2 separate regions of the Macaca mulatta genome follow, and region 1 is linked to region 2. The links are chromatin contacts, called in public Hi-C maps. All regions are on one chromosome and are shown on one strand. The core of a region is the stretch at or near the end of the contact, and the rest is flanking DNA. Distances in the headings are between cores, read along the strand shown.

Region 1 (4,419 bases), core at 1,581-4,080, 40 kb before region 2:
TAGCTGGGACTACAGGCATGTGCCACCACGCCCGGCTAATTTTTGTATTTTTAGTAGAGACGGGGTTTCACCATATTGGCTGGCCAGGCTGGTCTCGAACTCCTGACCTCGTGATCCGCCCACCTCAGCCTCCCAAAGTGCTGGGATTACAGGTGTGAGCCACCACACCCGGCCTAGGAGTACTATATATAGGCAAGAGGAACATATTCAGACTCGGAGAAGTGAAGGATAAAATGTGGGGAGGGGCAGTGTCTACGTTCTTTTTGTCACCACTGCCAAAGCTGAGGGTTATTTCCAAAGAATGGGAGGCTGGGCTGAACATTGGGCAGGAAGTTAGCAAAAACTAAGGAGGGTAGGAATCAAGATTAGAGGGAAGAGAATGAAATTGAGTAGGGAGCTGAGAAAACAGGGCAAGGGGAATTTGGGCTTACATTTTCTTCCACCAAAGGTTTCTTACTTAACCTCCTGTGGGCTTATCTTGCAGCCAAACCCATCCACCAGCAAGAAGACCGCTGCTTGAGGTTGAAAGTGACGGTCAATGGCAAAATCAGTGAGTGTCAGGGCCCTGTGGGCCTCCTTCCTCCATCTCTATGCTGGGCGGTCTGGTGATCTGGGATGGTATAGAAGTCTTGCAGCCCAGCCCCTCACACTCACAGCTCTCTGCCTCTTTGATACAGTACCTGATCTACTACCACTCTTGTCTTTCAGCTCACAGTCCTCAGGCCCATGACAATCCACAGGAGAAGAGACTTGCAGCAGGTGGGTAGCTGGAGCAGATTGGGCCTGGGGCACAGGAAGGGGTCTGCTTGAAGAGGTTGGGTACAGGAGGTGGCTCCTTTACCAGGCAGAGGCTGAGGGAATCCTGTTGGGCTGAGGGCCAGTGCAAATAGTGGAGTCACTCACATTGGCGGCCTTTGCCCTCTCACCTTGCAGATGACCCAGAGGTGCGGGTTCTACATAGCATCGGTCACAGTGCCGCCCCACGCCTCTTCCCACTTGCCTGGACTGTGCTGCTCCTACCACTTCTGCTGCTGCAAACCCCGTGAAGGTGTATGCCACACCTGGCCTTAAGGATTGGAACTGGGCTGAAGAGAGGGACAGGCACTCCAAACCTGTCTTGGGGCCACTTTCAGAGCCCCCATCCCTGGGAACCACTCCCACCACAGGCACAAGCTGTCACCTAGCAGCCTCAAAACGGGTCAGTATTAAGGGTTTCAACTGGAAGGAGGCCAACCAGCCCAGCAGTGCCATCCCCACCTTCACCTCGGAGGGATGGAGAAGTAAGTGGAGACAGTCTTTTCCCACCATTCCTGCCTTTAAGCCAAAGAAACAAGCTGTGCAGACATGGTCCCTTAAGGCACAGTGGGAGCTGAGCTGGAAGGGGCCACGTGGATGGGCAAAGCTTGGCAAAGATGCCCCCTTCAGAAGACAGCCAGGATGCCCAGATGAACTGACTAAAGGAAAAGCAAGAAACAGTTTCTTGCTTGGGAGCCAGGTACAGGAGAGGCAGCATGCTTGGGCTGACCCAGCATCTCCCAGCAAGACCTCATCTGTGGAGCTGCCACAGAGAAGTTTGTAGCCAGGTACTGCATTCTCTCCCATCGTGGGGCAGCACTCCCCAGAGCTGTGCCAGCAGGGGGGCTGTGCCAACCTGTTCTTAGAGTGTAGCTGTAAGGGCAGTGCCCATGTGTACATTCTGCCTAGAGTGTAGCCTAAAGGGCAGGGCCCACGTGTACAGTATCTGTATATAAGTTGCTGTGTGTCTGTCCTGATTTCTACAACTGGAGTTTTTTTATACAATGTTCTTTGTCTCAAAATAAAGCAATGTGTTTTTTCGGACATGCTTTTCTGCCACTCCATATTAAAACGTATGACCATTGAGCCCCTGCTAAGTGTGAGGCTCTGTGTGCTACAACAGTAGCAACTGGGTTTGAATTTCTTTCTCTCCAAAGAATGCGTGCCCCTCACCAGGCCAAAAGGGTGGGTTGTTTCCTCCTCTGAGGGTTGTCCAGGACCGGAGTGCTCCTGAGAGCAGTCTCTCGGGTCCTGAGCTGCACTCCACTCGAAGTTCTTCCTGTCCAACCTCTACCCCACTCCCACCCCCTCACCGCAGGGCTTTGGCATACTACCGTTCAGGTACTCATGCTGTTTGGGTGAGTCAGGGAAGCTGGGAACTCCAGCTGAGGCATGCGGCCCCGCCCCACAGCCACACCAGCAGAGACGTGTGGGAGGCTGGGAGGGAAAGTTCCCAGCAGCAAGTGGGTTGGACCCGGGGGGGGGGGTCAGTGATAGAGGCGTCAGTGGATTGGCCACGTCACGTAAAGTTGACCTTGTTGCCCGAGAGGAAGGGCAAAAGAGGAAGGCTTGGTGATTCCTGGCAATGTCTGTTATGTGGAGAAAAGGCTTCGGCAGCAAACTCCAGAAAAAAACTTCCCAAACCCTTGGACAACTGAGGTTCTGATGTGAAGTTCTGGATGGAAAGCGTGCTGAAGTCTGGTTGAACTAGCAAGCTTTTGTTTGGAGGTCCACCGCCGAAGGCGCACAGGCCTGTGGGAACACGACCGTTGAGACCGGGGGGGTCTAGATGATCCAAGAGGCAGGCAGAGTGTGAGGAGGGGCAGATATCGGGGACACACCCGCGGAGTCCTAGGAAGAGGACCGACCGTGACATGGAGGAGGTCTGGACCTAGGCACTGGGCAGTCACTCGGAGGGGAGGTGCGCGAGTTCCGGTTCGGCGTCGGAGGGAGGGTGGGGCTTCGGCGCAGTTTCCGGAGGGACGGCCAGAGCGCGCGGGGCGGGGCTCCAGCGCCGCAGGTCCAGGCTGCAGTAGGTCCCTGCCACCGCAGGCACGCGGCGGCCGCTGGGCGCGGGATCCGACTCTGGTCGTGATGGAGGCGGGCGGCTTTCTGGACTCGCTCATCTACGGAGCATGCGTGGTCTTCACCCTTGGCATGTTCTCCGCCGGCCTGTGAGAGAGCGGCCGGCTGGGTTGGGGAGGACTAGGAAGTCAGGAAAGGAGAGAGGGGGCAGAGACGTAGCCGCAGCACCTGGCTTGTCCGGAACCGTGATCAAAATGGGATCGGGTTGAGGGGACCGGGGTACAAGGGCGAGGCTGGTCACTAGGCCTGAGGAAGAAGGCAAGATAGCTGGGGGCGGGGGGTGGTCTGCAGTGGTCCGGAAAGGGTGACAGGCATTGGGCATCCGCCTCAAGCACTCTGCTTCTCCCTTCCCACCCCCACCCCTACCTTCGGGGCCCCATTACAGCTCGGACCTCAGGCACATGCGAATGACCCGGAGTGTGGACAACGTCCAGTTCCTGCCCTTTCTCACCACGGAAGTCAAGTGAGGGGGCGACGGCTGCGGCGGTGGGAAAGGCTATCAGAGGGAGGTGGGGGCGGGGCAGGAGGAGCAAGAGTTAAAGAGGCTTGGCCGGACGCAGTGGCTCCCGCCTGTAATCCCAGCACTTTGGGAGGCCGAGACGGGCGGATCACGAGGTCAGGAGATCGAGACCATCCTGGCTAACACGGTGAAACCCCGTCTCTATTAAAAATACAAAAAATTAGCCGGGCGTGGTGGCGGGCGCCTGTAGTCCCAGCTACTTGGGAGGCTGAGGCAGAAGAAATGGCGTGAAACCGGGAGGCAGAGCTTGCAGTGAGCTGAGATCGCGCTACTGCACTCCAGCCTGGGTGACGGAAAAAAAAAAAAAAAAAAAAAAAAGTGAAAGAGGCCCTTTGGGTCCTCCTCTCACACTGAACCCTTTGAGCCATGTCCCTCCCCTCCACCCTGCAGCAACCTGGGCTGGCTGAGTTATGGGGCCTTGAAGGGAGACGGGATCCTCATCGTCGTCAACACAGTGGGTGCTGCGCTTCAGACCCTGTATATCTTGGCATATCTGCATTACTGCCCTCGGAAGGTAGAGTCCCTCCCTTGGACCCACCTCTCTGCTGCACGCCCTGCCTCGCTGGCAGGGCAAACACTACTTCCTAGAAGACTGTAACAGCTGGCACTGCCACCCTTTCCAGGAAGGCCCCTTCAGCCTTGCAGGTCCCCTTCCTCTATGAAGTCAGCCTTCTGAGATTAACACATTTCCCCCATTTAGGCAAGGCTGGTAGCTCTGCCTAGCCTGCGATGCCTATGCTGCCTGCCCTGGGCTTCTGCCAACAAGCTAAGGGGAAAGGGATGATTAGCTCTGCTTCCCTGCTCAATCACACAAGCGTTTATTAAGCTCCTACTGTGTGTGCTAAGCACACAGAAAAAAAACATATCTTTCCCTCCCCTAGAAGTCTCCATTGTTGTGGGTGGATAAGACTTTCCTATCAAGTTGTTGGTGGGAAAGAAGCTGTGACAGTGCAGTGCTGAAGGCCTAGACAGTTTGGCTTCCCCACTGGAGCATGGGAGAAGGCAGGATGAATTAACTC
Region 2 (4,418 bases), core at 1,576-4,075:
AGCTGGGTATGGTGGCACTCACTCACTGGTAGTCCCAGCTACTGGTAAGAGGTAAGACTGAGGTGGGAAGATTGCTTGAGTCCAGGTCAAGACTGCAGTGAGCCATGATCACATCACTGCACTCCAGCCTGGGTGACAGAGTAAAACCTTGTCTCAAAAAAAAGAAAAGATTAAGGGCAACTGTGATAGATCTTTGTTTTGCCAGATGAAGGTTTTACATGAGATTGCATCTGCTGTGAATTTATGAGCACGTGGCATTCCTTAAGTAATCTGGTCGTGATGCTTAATTTGCTTTATAAACTTAATTCTCCATAAATAACTGAATCAATTCTTTTTTTTTTTTTTTTTTTTTTTGAGACGGAGCCTTGCTCTGTCGCCCAGGCTGGGGTGCAGTGGCGGGATCTCGGCTCACTGCAAGCTCCGCCTCCCCGGTTCACGCCATTCTCCTGCCTCAGCCTCTCGAGTAGCTGGGACTACAGGCGCCTGCCACCTCGCCCGGCTAGTTTTTTTGTATTTTTTTAGTAGAGACGGGGTTTCACTATGTTAGCCAGGATGGTCTCGATCTCCTGACCTCGTGATCCGCCCGTCTTGGCCTCCCAAAGCGCTGGGATTACAGGCTTGAGCCACCGCGCCCGGCCAAATAACTGAATCAATTCTTGATTACATGAGCAATTGAACAAGAATTATTCCAAACAGGAAATAATCTAACAGTCATTCTGATTTGGTCAGGATTCCTGCTGCCGTGGAAATTTGGTGCCTCTAGTATTTAGGCTCTTCACAATCTCCTCGAATAAGTAGAATTCTCTAATACTGAGTCAATTTCACATCAGAACTCCACAGTGAATTTGGTCCTACTGCTGCTTCTGGTGGGACCAAGGACCACCTCCCAGCGAATAGATGCAAAACATCAGCCGAAATTTGCCTATTCCCCTCAAACCTTCCCTGGGAGCTGGCCAGAAGGTACCAAAGTTTCTTGCTTTCAAAGGCTTTCTCTTCCAGCTCCAACTCCAGGAGCTATACAAGATGCAGAATCGAAAAGCGTCATCTGTTTTCAGACAGCTTTAGTAAATCTATTTCTCCTTAACAACCTTTAACACCTAAGCATCTGGAAATTCAATATCATGTTTCAGGAGGTTAAAGAGGAGAAAGTTTGCCGGGCGCGGTAGCTCAAGCCTGTAATCCCAGCACTTTGGGAGGCCGAGACGGGTGGATCACAACGTCAGGAGATCGAGACCATCCTGCCTAACACGGTGAAACCCCGTCTCTACTAAAAAATACAAAAAACTAGCCGGGCGAGGTGGCGGGCGCCTGTAGTCCCAGCTACTCGGGAAGCTGAGGCAGGAGAATGGCTTGAACCCGGGAGGCGGAGCTTGCGGTGAGCTGAGATCCGGCCACTGCACTCCAGCCTGGGCGACAGAGCAAGACTCCGTCTCAAAAAAAAAAAAAAAAAAAAAGAGGAGAAAGTTCAAACACTCAAGCTCCAATATTCACTTACTCTCAGGGAAGATCTTTGCTTGGAATCCTTTGCCAAAAACAAGATTCTCCAGATTATTGAAGGCCTGGTTGAGGGAGTTAAGGAGTAGGGCGTGCAACTGGGGCAGAGCTGTGTGGGGAAGGGGAAGGGCACATGCCTACGTGGCCCGCCCCCTCCAACCGCAGGGAGGATACAGTGAGCGAGAACACGAAGAGACCCGAGCCAAGCAGGCCGCCCTGGATGGTGAGCCACTCGGTGGAGGCCAGCTGACGGCTGTACATCTGCATCCCAGCGAAGAGCAGCAGGGACAGGAGGGAGGAAAGCGCCAGCGAGGTGCCTGTACCTACCACTAGAGGGGATGGGAGAAGGGACGGAGAGTCAGGCTCCGCCCTCCCTCCGGCAAGCTACGGGCAGATCGGCCGGTCCAGAAGCTCGGTGGGCCGACCCCTCCAAGAACTCCCGGGACTGCAGCCACATGCCCCAACTCCCCACACCGCGCGGCAACCCCTAGGTATTCCCCAGCCCCGGACACCCCGAACCCTCCCGTCCAGTGGAAATGCCCGCTCCCGGTGGAACCCAGGACACGTCAGCTCTGCCAGGAGAGGACAAGGAAAGCTTTTCCACCCAAACCCCGACCCCCTCTAGCACTTCCTGGGGACCCCACCAGTCCCGTTACCCATCATGCCCCTCCCGTGAGTCCAACCGGCGCCTCTGGCCAAGAAAGGGAAGCTGAGGCGGGTGCGGTTAGCTATGCGCATGCGTTAGCGCTTAACGCGGACTTGCTGCTCCCCGCGTTCTCCTCTTTCGTCCTCTCAGTGCCTGGACGCAGCGCCCTCTTGCGACAGGGAGGAAATAATGCGTCGAGGGGGCATCCTCGGCCACCGCCCTGGTCCCCAGGCTTTCCTCATACCTGGTGCGTCTGCTGCCACTCTGTACAAGCTGCACTTATCTCTTTAAGTCATTGGGCCCGTGCCTGTGGCATCTATCCCATCTCTGTCTTCTTTGCCATTTCTGTCATCTCTAGTGCACGTTCCTCAAACCTCCCTGCCCCATGACCATTGCCTCAACATCTCTCAACCCAAAATTTAGTGCTCTCAATCAGGAACCCATTTTCCTCCGAAACTAATCCCCCGCTTTATATGAGTAAAATTAGGAGCCAATGAAAAACGAGAATATAAGAAATGGCTCCCCCCTCAAATACCTTTCCATATTCCCCAACCCCCCGACCGGCTTTCGAGAACCACGTGGGGAGAACTATTTCCCACCCCCTACCCCGACGGGCGCTGTTCGAGGCTGGTCCCTGGAGCATGCGCAGTGACACCTCACCCCCCAGCCCTCCTCACACCCCCACTGGGCTCCTGCATTAAGCCCAGGGTTCGCAGCCGCAGCCGGGATCGGGCACCCAGGGGCGGGCGGGCACGGTAGGGCCATGGCAGAGGGTGAGGATATGCAGACCTTCACTTCCATCATGGACGCACTGGTCCGCATCAGTGTGAGTTAAGGTGGGGTCGAGGGAAGGGGAGGGGGCGTATAGGGTTCTGTGGCAAGCTGGGACCTGGAACAGGTGGGGATCCAGGAAGATGCTGGGATGTAGACAGGGGACTAGCGATGGCAGAAACGGCTGGGAGGGTCGGGATGCAGGTATGAGAGGGTAATCCCGGGAGCAGCCCGGAGGTGAGTGCCTTGAAGGCGTCGGTGTGCTGGGGCGTGAGGAGGAGCTAGGAGCAGCCCAGACGCAGCGGGTGGGCTGGGGTGGCCTCCAGCAGTGCACCGGGGCTGGGGCTTCAGGGGAAAGGCGCTGTTATGAGGAGGGGAAGTGTGAGCTTGGATATTTTCCAAGAAAACTGAGGACAGGTGGGGGATGATGTAGGAGCCGCCCCACAGTGCAGTTCCCAATTTGGACCCCTCCCCAAGACCCCACCCCACGCACCCCCACTCAGGGCTGCTTCCGAGCCTGCGGTTGTCATGGCAACCCTTGCCCGGCTCTCCCAGGGGCGGTGCCAACCGTGTTCCCCCCCACCACTTCCTCCCCCCCTCCTTGTCCCTCCCTCCTTTGTGTCAGCTGCGCCCCTGACCGGGATGGCTGCGAAGAGAGGGACCAAGGTGAGGTGTGGGGGTGGGGCATAGCCTGAGGACCCCCACTCTCGCCACCAAGAGGGGGAGGGGACTTCCGGTGGGGAGGGGGCGAGTAGGCGGGGCTCTTGATTCTCCCACTAGCTCGGAGAAGGGGGTGCCGCTGACCGGGTTGCGCTGCAGGAGAGGGCGGGAGGGCCTGATGGGAGCGAAGGGGAATGGGTTGGTAAGAGGGATTGGAGGAGAACGATGGGGAAGTGAAGGATGGGGAATGGAGGCTGGAGTGGCCGCAGGCCGGAGCCGCGGCAGGAGGACGTATGGAGCGAGCAGGATGGAGTGCCAGCTTCGCCTGACTATCGGGAATCACGGCATGGGGGTGCTGCTAGAGAAGGGAGTGGGGGTCTGCATGGAGCTGCAGAATGGGCGGTGTCCTTGAGAAAAATGCCAGGGGCAAGCTGCCCACAGATGGGGGATGGAGGCAGGTGAGGGGGCTGCCAGCTGGGGCTGCTGCAGCTGGAGAAATGGGGATTGGGCTTGAGGCTGGAGCAGGCACAAGCTTCAACCGTCCCTCCTCTGGGCCTTTAGCTCTGCCGCAGGGAAAGAAGCAAGGGACAGAGGTCTGGGAAGGTCTGTGAACCAGCCCAAGGCAGGTGCTGGGGAAAAGCTACAGATAGCTTGTCTTGCTCCTTCCTCAGACCCCTAGGGTATCCAAGGGCAGCCAAGGGGCTGCTGAGGTATGCCTAGGTGTCCAAGCGCTGACCTAGCCTCCTGGTCCCTCCACAGACCAGCATGAAGAACATGGAGAAGGAACTGCTGTGCCCAGTGTGTCAAGAGATGTACAAGCAGCCACTGGTGCTGCCCTGTACCCACA

Evidence for each region. A called contact is a pair of places that touch in the nucleus more often than the background predicts.
Region 1: a contact with region 2 is called in a Hi-C map of fetal cortex germinal zone, with 2.2 times the contacts expected there. The contact joins the promoter of SLC50A1 here to the promoter of TRIM46 in region 2. A contact is called at or near these places in 3 of 14 Hi-C or Micro-C datasets (fetal cortex germinal zone, fetal cortical plate and liver).

What each region holds. Positions count from the first base shown.
Region 1 is chr1:111,862,945-111,867,363 of T2T-MMU8v2.0, reverse strand. SLC50A1 (solute carrier family 50 member 1) reads left to right here and starts at 2,830. Exons shown (of 7, transcript XR_013397661.1): 1 at 2,830-2,969; 2 at 3,266-3,343; 3 at 3,791-3,914. It overlaps EFNA1 (ephrin A1), which reads left to right. Exons shown (of 4, transcript XM_077944832.1): 3 at 709-759; 4 at 934-1,839. The coding sequence ends at 1,046.
Region 2 is chr1:111,822,453-111,826,870 of T2T-MMU8v2.0, reverse strand. It overlaps TRIM46 (tripartite motif containing 46), which reads left to right and starts at 2,825. Exons shown (of 10, transcript NM_001266149.1): 1 at 2,825-2,966; 2 at 4,331-4,418. The coding sequence starts at 2,904. It overlaps KRTCAP2 (keratinocyte associated protein 2), which reads right to left. Exons shown (of 6, transcript XM_077944920.1): 3 at 1,669-1,823; 4 at 1,496-1,559. The coding sequence starts at 1,761.